2 separate regions of the Danio rerio genome follow, and region 1 is linked to region 2. A link is a contact called in public Micro-C data. All regions are on one chromosome and are shown on one strand. The core of a region is the stretch at or near the end of the contact, and the rest is flanking DNA. Distances in the headings are between cores, read along the strand shown. Region 1 has its middle 47 kb from the start of hdac4. Region 2 holds the start of hdac4 (histone deacetylase 4).

The links. A called contact is a pair of places that touch in the nucleus more often than the background predicts.
Region 1: a Micro-C map of caudal fin shows a contact between it and region 2, with 1.7 times the contacts expected there. The contact joins the enhancer-like site here to the promoter of hdac4 in region 2. A contact is called at or near these places in 3 of 18 Hi-C or Micro-C datasets (caudal fin, hematopoietic stem cells and an unstated tissue).

The regions. Positions count from the first base shown.
Region 1 is chr9:47,927,462-47,933,607 of GRCz12tu, forward strand. It overlaps a transcript of hdac4 not described here. Among named protein-coding and RNA genes, the nearest start is that of hdac4, 47 kb to the left of the region's middle. Within about 2 kb of position 3,555, at least 23 of the 62 cell types and tissues checked have an H3K27ac peak or open chromatin away from gene starts, as enhancers often do. A contact at or near this core is called in caudal fin, where this site is marked.
Region 2 is chr9:47,880,459-47,886,388 of GRCz12tu, forward strand. It overlaps hdac4 (histone deacetylase 4), which reads right to left and starts at 2,797. Exons shown (of 25, transcript NM_001039358.2): 1 at 2,654-2,797. The coding sequence starts at 2,657.

The sequences.
Region 1 (6,146 bases), core at 2,305-4,804, 48 kb after region 2:
AAATATAAAATCTGTTATTAGAGATGAATTATTAAAACTATTATGTTTAGAAATGTGTTCTAAACACATCTTCTCTCAGAAAATCTTCTCTCCTTTAAACAGAAATTGGGGACAAAATACACAGGGAGGGGCCTAATAATTCCGACGTCAACTGTATATATCCAGTCACAAAAATCCACAGTGCTTTTTTATCCCTGAAATTGGAATTGTTGTCATATTTTCGATATTTCATCAATATTCAATATTTTGGCTGAAGCACAAAAAACAATCTATCGCTCCTACTGAAAATAAACATCTTTCATTTGTCAATGAACCATTTTTATTTGCATCAATTTAACCCTGGCATCTGCATTTTAACAGTACAGATCTGACAGTACAGGTCAATGAAAACTAATCAATACGCATCTGATGGCTAATTTTTCCATTGTACTAAAACTTATTTAAAGACAAATAAAACAAATCTTAATTTCTGCAGTGTCAATGTAGACATCAAGACCATCTTATAGAACAAATAAACAAAAGAATCCGGGCATCACAGAGGCTCAGTGGTTAGTACTGCCGCCTCACAGCAAGAAGGTATCTGAAGCCCTGACTGGGTCAGTTTGCATGTTCTCCCCATGTTCGTGTGGGTTTCCTCCAGGTGCTCTGGTTTCCCCTCACAGTCTAAAGACATTCGCTGTAGGTGAATTGAATGAACTAATTTGGCCATAGTGTATGAGTGTGTGTGAATAAGTGTGTATGGGTGTTTCCCAGTACTCGGTTGTGGCTGGAAGGGCATCTGCTGCATTAAACATAGGTTGGTGGTTCATTGCACTGTGGCAACCTCTGATAAATCAGACACTAAGCAAAAGGAAAATTAATTAAAAAACTATAGTATGCTAGAACGAACAAGCAATAGAGCAAACGACAGAACAAACAATCAACAAAATCAATAAATGATGCATCAAAAGAATGAACGACAGATATAATGAACAAATGATAGAATGACAATCAACATACATCGCATTGTTATCATAGCCACTTTAAAATATAGTCATTATTATTTTTATACCTTTAAAATTGTCGTTTTCACACTTCTCTTCCCATGAACATGTCAGTCTAGCTTTCGGCATGCTGAATTACAACTTGTGTATAACAAACTCCACCTCAACTGTGTCAAAGAAGCCAATCAGAGCATCTTATTCCATGACCTGCTTGATGAACTTTGACCCTTGACCTTGCTGACAATTTTGAATAGAGCCATATGCACACACACGCATAAGCACACGCCCACACACACACACACACACGCATGCTGACAGTCCTACCAGGAGGAATGTGGTTGACTCCAGATGGCTTGAGAAGTTCCAGTGGCTGTTCTTTACTAGGAAGTCCATCTGTGGGACAGAGAGAGAAAGAGAAATGATTCCAACTGAGAAATGCAGTGTAGCGCTGAGGATCAGGGAAGCATAAGTCATCAGGATATTGTATTACAGCTCTGCACACAAATTACATATGCAACATATGGACATTTGCCAGAGAAGAGGGAAGAGATGGCAAGCGATTGTGAGGCATTAATGTTCAGTCACGATAGACAGATAGAACGATAGATTTAATAACAGACAGATAGATAGAAAGAACAATAGATGGACGGATGGATGGATGGATGGAAGGATGGATGGATAGATAGATAGATAAAAACAATATAAAAAACGATGGACAGACAGAATGATAGAAAGATGGATGGATGGAAAAATTAAAAACTATAGAAAGAATGATAGACAGATATAAAGAATGATGTATGGATAAATATAAACAAAACAAAGAACAATAGACAGAAAACGATAGAAAGATGGATGGATGGAAAAAATAAAAATGATAGAAGAACAATAGACAAAAAGAAAAAACACTGAATGGATGGACGGATGGATGGATGGATGGATGGATGGATGGATGGATGGATGGATGGAAGGATAAAAAACGATAGAAAGAATGAAAAAATATGGATGGATTGATGGATGGATTGATAGATGGATGGATGGATGGAAAAATAAAAAAATTACAGAAAGACAGATAGATGGAAAAAATGAAAGACAGATAGAAAGATGGATGGATGGATGGATGGATGGATGGATGGATGGATGGATGGATGGATGGATGGATGGATGGATGGATGGATGGACAAATAGATAGACAGAACGATACAAAAGAAATAAAAAAATGAAACAAACAACAGGCAGATAGACAGAAACAACTGATAATAGAAACAAATCGATAATATTAGTAGAACAAACAAACAACCAACATACAGAATGTGTCACAATTACCAGCGATCGTATTTCATAAGATCGCTGGATTGCACTAACAATAACCATGGACTACAAATCTACCATTTATGGACTACATTTTCATACATGCACTCCAGTCACACTCACATATGCTTCCTCATCTAGACTGATTACTCGCACCACCTGAGGATCGTCAGAGACTGTTTGCACACACTATTTAAGCTACACACTCACCTATTCACTTTGCCGAGTCTTGTTTACTGTAAGTAGCACTACAACGCGTTTCCTAGTCCTGTTATCCTGTGTACCGACCTTAGCCTTGTTAGCCTCCTTGTCTTTGTCTGCCGCCTGCCTTTTGACCTTTCGCCTGTTACTGATTCTGGATGGCCTTCACATACCCATTTGCACATGTATTGAACATTGCTTGCCTGACAACGAATAAACCTGCACGTGGATCCAAACCTCAGTTGTATGTGTCACTCCCCGCGGTTACAGATAGACAGAGAACATTAGTAATAGCAAGAAGAACAGATATGATAGTGAGAACGAATGATGTATTGATGAAAATGGTAGATGAAACAAATGAACTACAGACAGAGAGACAGCCAGAAAGCAAGATAAACCAAAAAATGTTGAACTTCTATATTAACTTTTGTGTTGTTTCATATTAACAATATGCAAAACAATGTCACAACATTCAATAAAAGCTATCTTTTTCATGTTAAAATGACTTTTTTTGTCCTGACCATCTGCGACAACGATGCTCAAAAATTTAATTTTCTTTCTATTTACGCAACATCACAACAGCATAAACTACAATGACAATGATCACCTCAGGTACCGATTAAGGGCTTTATTAAACATGAGATTAAATACCGTTTTACATGACATTTATTGTCATAGTACTGAAAGCAGCAGCAGATCATCACCTCAGATCTTGAAAATAAAACAACATTATAACAAATAACTGACTCATCAGTCACTCAGTAGCCTATATTCAGTATTTCATCAGCCGAAGATTCAACACTGAGGCATAAAACCTACTCAATGTAAACAGTACGTCTTTCTCTTGTTGCCGCATTTGTATTTACATCCTTTAAAACCTGTTATCAAACTGGAAAAGAAAATCCTCAGTGCACATGAAATGAACACGCAACAGATCTCCTAAAGCAGGATTTGTAATTATGTGGAAAGGCAAAACAACATCAGTAGGCATGATAACACTGGGAGAAGCAGCTATAAATAGACTGGATCTCTAAAAGAGGAAGGGAAAGAGAGAGCGAGAGAGAGAAAACGCTCACTGCAGGATACATGAGAGCATTAGCATTCAAACTCACACACACACACACAAACACACACACACAGACCATAAAAGCTGCTCAGCTCATAACAACACTCAAACAAAGAGGAAAGTGTGCATGAGGGAATCTTTCACAACCTGCTAAGAACAAATAAAACATTTTTTTCTGCCCCTTTAGAGATTATATTGAAGCCAATTAAGCATATTATTCTCAAAATCTCATAACTGTAATGCGAAAAATATATCTATATTGCATTATAAGTATTATTACATCACCGTAATGGAAGTTGTGTATTTGTCTGAATTATGGCCAAATTAGACTAGATTAAAACAAGATTCTCTCTTTTTCCACAATTCAACAGTCTTTAGTTGCCATGAACATATTTATTCAACAGTTCTGTTTGTACCTCAATTCTGATTGGCTGATAGCCGTGAGGCATTTTACAATAACAGCACTCAGGCTATTCACCCTTGTGTATTACTTTGCCCAATCTATGGTGTTGCAAGCATACCGAGGACTACAGTTAGACAAATATTGCAGCTGTTAGACAACATAATGTACTTTTTTAGGTGAAAATGGAGTTATTTAGATTGCAACTATGCAGTTTATTTATATGGTTAGTGCCTATTTTAACTATATCATTTTAAAGATTCACCACATTGGCGGATAATCAATTCATTATAAAAAACAAGTAAATGACGTTCTAAGGGTGCTTTCACACCTGTGAATCGATTCCGTTGTTCCGAAACAGAGATTAAAATTGTTACATTGTTGCTCTTTGCTCTTGGAGCGGTTCGCTTTCACACTGCAAAGTTTCTAATCGGACCAAAAGAGCTAAAACAAGTCACGTGCAAGTAAACTCTCCTCACACTGGTCAGAGTTTCAGGGTTTATTTTGCAGTGTCCCGCTAAGCTGTCAGGAGAGGTGGTGGTTTGGTGGTGATTGACAGGGTGCGCGCGTGACGTGTCTGAGGAGAGACACGGTGGGGAGGGGTGAGAAGGGTGCGCGACAATGGCTATTTGAGGACTGGGAGAGAGACGCGAGATTACCGGGAGATCATCACTCGTTTGCGGGCATCCGGAGACTCGCGAAACTTCCCGCCCTACTCATAATTCTCTCTTCATATAGGCGTAAGCCTATTACATATCCATAAAACACTGTGATATAACTGCGCTCGGATTGGATCGCTTTCTCACTGCAATCGAACCGCTCCAGGGTTCGTTTCAATCGAGCCTAGACCACCTCATTTAAGTGATCTCGGAGCGATTACTTTGGCGCGGAAAAGAGCGCGATTGCCCTGTTCACATATGCCAATCGAACCGCGCTGACTGGGCAAACGAGATACGTTCCGAAACAAAAGTGTAGGTGTGAAAGCACCCTAAGTCAGGGGTCTCCAATCTCGTTCTTGGAGGTCTGGTGCCCTGCAGAGTTTAGTTTCAACTTGCCTCAACACACTTGCCTGGGTGTTTCAAGTGTACCTAGTAAGACCGTGATTAGCTCATTCAGGTGTTTTTGATTAGGGTTGGAGCTAAAATCTGCAGGACAACGGACCTCCAGGAACCAGTTTGGTGACTCCTGTTCTAAGTCGATCTCTCTCTCTTTTGTATTTTGTAGCGCTCTCTTTATACCATAGTACTCTGGTAGTGTTTGTTTTGGTGTTTTCAGGGTTAATTATTGTGATCTTCCAATTGCATCAGAAAACTACTGGAAAATCTCTGTAGACTGATAGCATTTCATGCCGTTCAGCCTTATAATCTTAAAATGTGAGCAAAATCAACTGTTTTGTCATCACTTTAGACCAGTGGTTCTCAAACTGAGGTACGCAGTCTTCCTTCTAGTGGTACGCAGAGGAATGAAATATGTAATGTACATGCTACACACATTTAAAAATTGTATCAAATTTTATCATTGATGTATATAATATGCCATATATGACATATAGCCTATATTTCCAAGGTAATCTGCCACGTTTTTTAAACTGTGCAGAGCTGTAGCTGCGTTACTGGGCCTACTACGCTATTGTATTTCAATACTGCTGATTTTGGTGGTACTTGGACAGACTTTTTTTTTTTTCTGAGGTGGTACTTGATGAAAAAAGTTTGAGAACCACTGCTTTAGACATTGGGCTAGAGAATCATTCATATACTAGCTCTAAAGTGATATTGGTGAATTAGTAAGTTTCTGTTGTTCTGACCATCAGCTGCAGATATGAATGAGTGGTGGAAGAAAGCAGTTCTTTGAGACTCTCCATGTTTGATTTTCTTTTTTATACACATGATTATGCTGCCAAACTGTTGTATGAATGCAATGTCATACTTGTGGTAGTGAGATATGGCTGTATATTGTCACTGGTGGGAAACTAGTGGAAGACTAGGATTTCATTTATTCAATTGTAATATATGCTGATAAATAAAAAAAAAGAAAAAAAAATAAGATGCTAAAAACAAAACAAATAAAACATAAATAAAACATTTTAAAAGCAAATAAGCATGACAATATTTTACAAATATATATATATATATATATATATATATATATATATATATATATATATATATATATATATATATATACAGTA
Region 2 (5,930 bases), core at 1,547-4,046:
TCTCGCCGGAAGTAGTAAGTCATCTGGGTACTTCTCACATACTGATTTTCGAATTCTATGAATTCGGACATACTACTCAGCTCGCATACTGATTTTAGCATACTATATGGTATGGAAGTATGCGGTTTCGGAAGCAGCCAAGTTGTTAAAGTTACTGGCAATTTCAACAAGCATGGATGGTATAAGTAGCAGCTCCAGCAATGAAGAAATGATTGTTGTTCACCAGTGCAATAAGCAGCTCCACATTCATATAACCTCTGGGCATCTTCTTCAATGTGCGTTCGAATTTACAGTTTTGCGCTCGAGCGCCTCCAAGTGCTGTTAAATGAAACTTCAGCAGCTCCGTGCATGTGAACAAAAGTGCCAATGATTGGTGGAGAAGGTTTTGACGACCAAAAAAAAAAAAAAACAGCATGAGGCGTTTCTTTAAAATTGATGCTTTTACGTCTGCCGTTTTGTGCGTTGGTGTGCATGATCACATTGCCGCCCTTTATCTAGTCACGAGGCGTTAAATGTTGACGGAAAACATGAGCAAAAAGCATCCTGGTGTGAATGAGTCTTTATCGCGCTCAAAACTATACAAATAAACTTGAATGATATTTGATGTACTACCCTACAGAACCTTCCTAATCTAATACTAAAGATTCTTTACAAACATTTATTCAACACATCTAGTGAAATTGTAGTCTTATCGCAAATAAATATATATCAAATAAATACATATAACGTGTCATTTTTCCAGTATTGTTCAGCTCTAATTTATTATAAATACTTCCAAATTAAATACAAAGCAAAAGCTTAATATTTGGAACTATTTTGACTTTGAAAGATATTACATTTTAACAACAGGCTCCCAACTCCACACATGTAACCTTGTGGGTAGAATACTATATTTAAAAAGCTATATATATTTTTTTACTATATTTATTTTTAGTATGTATTCATTATGGTGCTGCACAATAATTGATATCGCAATGTGATCATTCCCAATAGTCACATCGCAAGTATATGCATTATGCGATGTTGAGTGCGGATTATAATTGATCATTTTGCAAGTGTTTTGGAGACTTCCAACTCTGTGAATGTTTTAAAAGCATTCAGGCCTAAGAAAATGTCTTGTTTGTAACTTTGACAAATGAATAACGAGTTATGATTTAATATGAATATGTCAATAACTCAATTTTTACAAAAATTTCAGATAGAATCTTATAATTCTAAGGTGACAATATAAATAGTTTACTTATTATACAAGACCTATTGTGCTCAAAACTATACAAAGCCTCGTCTATGAACACTTGTGATAGGACACTAGGGAAAAGCAAACAATTGGTTCTCTAGAGGGCGGCACGGTGGTTAGCACTGTCGCCTCACAGCTAGAAGGTCACGGGTTCAAGTCCCGGCTGGACTAGTTGGGATTTCTGTGTGGAGTTTGCATGTTCTCCCCGTGTTGGTGTGGGTTTCCTCCGGGTGCTTCGGTTTCCCTTACAGTCCAAAGACATGTGGTACAAGTGAATAAGGTAAATAAAATTGGCCATAGTGTGTAAATGCGAAAGTGTATGGGAGCGCGTAAAACATGCTGGAGTAGTTGGCGGTTCATTCCACGGTGGCAACCCCTAATAAATAAGGGGCTAAGGAAAATGAATGAATGAATGAAAAATTGAATAAATAGTTCTCGTGTCACATTTTGGTACGCAAACCTTTTTTGTTGATTTGTTTTTTAATCATTTGATAGGAAAGTAAGTTTTGGTATTTGACAATAAACTTGAATTATATTTTCTGCACTCGCCTGCAAAATCTTCCCAATCAATCTAACATTATAAATTCTTTACAAACCTTCATTCAACCCATCTATTGAAATTATATTCCTATAACAGAAAAAGTAAATGAATAAAATATATATATATATATATATATATATATATATATATATATATATATATATATATATATATATATATCAATGTGTAATTGTTTCTAGTATCATGCAGCCCTAATTAATTACAAGTACTTCCAAATTAAATACTTTTAAATATTTAGAATTATTTTAACTTTGGAACAAGATAACATTTTAACAGCCAACTCTCAATTCTGATTGGATAAGCCAACATCTGCTACATGTTATAAAATATCCAATAACTGCACTCATGTGAGCTCATCAGTTGAATTCTACATGAATGCGGCAAGTTGCTCAGCAACTGTAAAAAAAGAACAAAAAAAATCTGCACCTCTTGTTGCCAAACACCCTTTAATAACAAGTTCCTCGTCTTGACTTGTTCGGGACACGTCCCATTCTGCATTTCCCATTAATCCACGGTTCTCCACTGCTCTCACGTGTAAACAACATAACCACCACATGGACGCATCTATCACAGTACAAACGGTACAGAATGATCCCTCCGTCCATCCGTCGTCACACCCTACTTTCCATCCTCACCAAACATACAGGATCGAGCCCAGAGGCACCCCTTACAAACAAACACACGACACAGTGACAATAAAGTGTCCTCATCACTCACTAGACAGTGTTCAAGGATGCAGCGTGCGTTTACACACACACACCCACCCACAGCCCAGCGTTCGGGTATCTCAGCACCATGCATTAAAGCGCACCAGTCCGCCCACTCAGAACAGCCTGTACAGAAACGCTGCTTACCCATCAGCCCCTCACGTCCAGAGCAGGGAGAGACGGCAGACAGCGAGCCGGAGGGGTTACAACACGCGCACAGCGACTCCCACGATGCCTCGACCAGCGCTGAGCTGAGTGTGTGTCTTTCACATTCCCCGTCTCGCTCTCACTGACTCGCTCTTCCCTCCGGCTGTGTCTGTATCTCTCACTCCGTCAGGCTCGCTTGCCCCTCCCTCTCTCTCTCTCTTTCTTTCTCTTGCTCACTCGCTCAGCTGGTGACATCACAGAGCCGTTGCAGGCATGCTGAGTGTTTATGTGCACTGCTGTAGTTTCCTGGAACACGGGGCAGATTCACAGAAGCTCCAGACTCTCCCTCTCTCTCTCTCTCTCTCTCTCTCTCTCTCTCTCTCATTAGCACACTACTCTGATGTTTACATAGAGCGCTACGGTGACCACCCACTTTTTCTGCAGCTCTAGTTAGGGAAGTGTTCCCCCCCATTCAATTTATATACAATGTTTGCAGGGAAAAGACGTAAACCACAGCAGAAAGCTCTGAGGTGAGTCATAACATCAGGTTGAGTTCTATGGAAAGGCGTCTGAGGGAAAAACAAAAAAGGATGTGTTTAATATATTTTAAGAGTAAAATAAGTACTTAATTCACAAAGCATAATGACTATTTTTCAGAAAGCATATCAGGAATACAGAGAAAATTCATACACATTTAGTTTTTTTACAGTATGCAGAGCAGAGCTTGACTGTATATGCTGTATTCATTTGTATATAAATGTTTACGGCAAAACAAAAGTGCAGCTATTTCTGTTTCAATAGAATAAAAAATAATCACTTAAGCAACTGGTGGATTTTCTAAAACAGAATCAAAGGTAGATTTTTCAGATGAATCATCTGTTGAACTGCATTCCACCCATTACAAACACTGCAGAAGACCTATTGGAACCCGCATGGAGCCAAGATTCTCAAACAAATCAGTCAAGTTTGGTGAATGAAAAATCATGGTTTGGGGTTACATTCAGTATAGGGGTGTGTGAGAGATCTGCAGAGTGGATGGCAACATAAACAGCCTGAGGTATCTAGATATGTGCTGCCCATTACAAACCACAGGAGAGGGCAAATTCTTAGGCAGGATAGCACTCCTTCTCATACTTCAGCCTCCACATTAATGTTCCTGAAAGGTACTGAAGGTCGAGGCGCTCCAGGATTGGCCAGCCCAGACACCAGAAATGAACATTATTAAGCATGTCTAGGATAAGGAGGAGGAGGCATTGAAAATGAATCCAAAGAATCTTGATGAACTCTGGGAGTCCTGCAAGAAAGCTTTCTTTGACATTCCAGATTAATAATATTTACTTTAACAATTTATAAATGTATTATTTGAGTCATTGCAGATATGTATGCAAGCTCATGGGAGTCATACTCAACATTAATTCTTTATCCACTGCAGCATGACTTTATATTCTATACTTTACATTATTTCTGTTAAGTGACAAACCCCTTGTCTAAGCCAGGGTTCTTAAACATACAGCCCGCAGGCCATATCAGGCCGACAAACGGGTTTAATCCGGCCCGCAAAATTATTATGTAAAGTATAAAAATGAGATGCAATTTTTTCAATAAAAGTAACTGCTGTTCCAATTGTGTCCATTGGATGGCGCAAACTTGCAAACTGTTCATTTCATTTGATTAGATTCAGATGCCTAAATCAGCAAATCAGCATCAGTGTGACAGAGAAAGTCCACATCTATGTCCTGCCATACCACATTGAGGTGTTCTCGAGAAAACGTAACTATTTCACGTCAAGTCAGTTTAGAGGTTAATTTGTACGAGCCCAGTCGTACGAAAATGTACGATATAAAAAAGGAGGCGTGGCACCCAAACACACCCCTAAACCCAAACGGTGGTGGATAAGCAAATCGTACTAAATTGTACAAATGAGATCGTATTCATATGAATTAACTACTAAATGAAAAAGTTACGACTTGCCGTGAGAGCATGTTGTCCTCAGGCTCCAGTTTAATGTTTTTATGTTGATCGTATTAAAACAAGAAAAAAAACAATCTGAAGGTGTTGTTTTTAAGTTATTTAAGTTATTATTTGTTGTTCCTACAACTTAGGTGATAAGACTTTTCAGGTAGAGTATATATATATATATATATATATATATATATATATATATATATATATATATATACAACAGTTCTGTCTGGTTCTCAAATCTTATTGGCTGATAGCCGTGCGATATACTGCAATATCAGAGCTCCTACAGCCTCTTTACCCTTTGTGTATTACTCCGCCCACATACATTCAGCAAAAAGCAGAAACTACAGATCTAAAGTTTAAAAGATGCTTGCTCAACTGTTTAACTGTCAGCTCATGATTTGAATCCAGAAGAAAGTAGTTCCACATACAAAAGGGTTTTTGAGACTCTTTATGTTTGATTTTGTTTTTATATACACAATTATGCCGTCAAACTGTTGTATAAACGCAATATGACACTCGTAGCAGTGTGTATATATATATATATATATATATATATATATATATATATATATAAAATAATAAAATATTTAGTCATTTTTGATTAAATAATCATTTAAAGTAAATATTAAAAAAAACTTAATTTTTAGTTTTTATATTTCTTTAGAGATTTTTACACTCCGGATATTTCATTCATTTATATTTTGCTCCATAACATTCTTAACTGAACGAAGTTAATCAAAGTTTTTCAAATTAACCTTTTGACTACACAAAGAACCACCAATGCTAACAAAGAACCTTAAGAATGCAAGATCACTAAAATCACAAAATATCAGAAGGTAAGTCTTGAGAGTTTAGACATCCAGCTGCCAGCTCTTATTTCTAAACAAACTACCTCTTTAAAAAATGACCAGAATGGAAATCAACAGCGTAACCACCCATCTCATCTCATCTGATCACACATTCCCCTTCCCAGCTGGCTCTATGAAGCTCATTTACAGATCCACTCCGGCTCTGCATTTTATTGATCGATTGACTCGTCGGACAGGAATATCTGGACGATCATGAGCTTCAAGCAGCGCGCACGGCCATCGATCATCTCCAGCTCATTGTTCAGGGAAATCCCAGGACTCTTAAAACATCAAGCTATTTATTTCACAATCGCTAAAGCCGGGACAAAAACAAACACCATATAATGGCGTAATGATATATTTTGGCATGAGTATCCTAAATATGGAGGTCGCCATTATTGGGAAGAAAAACACAACACGCATGATTAGCTCTTTTGTCATTGAATAATTAATGGTTATAA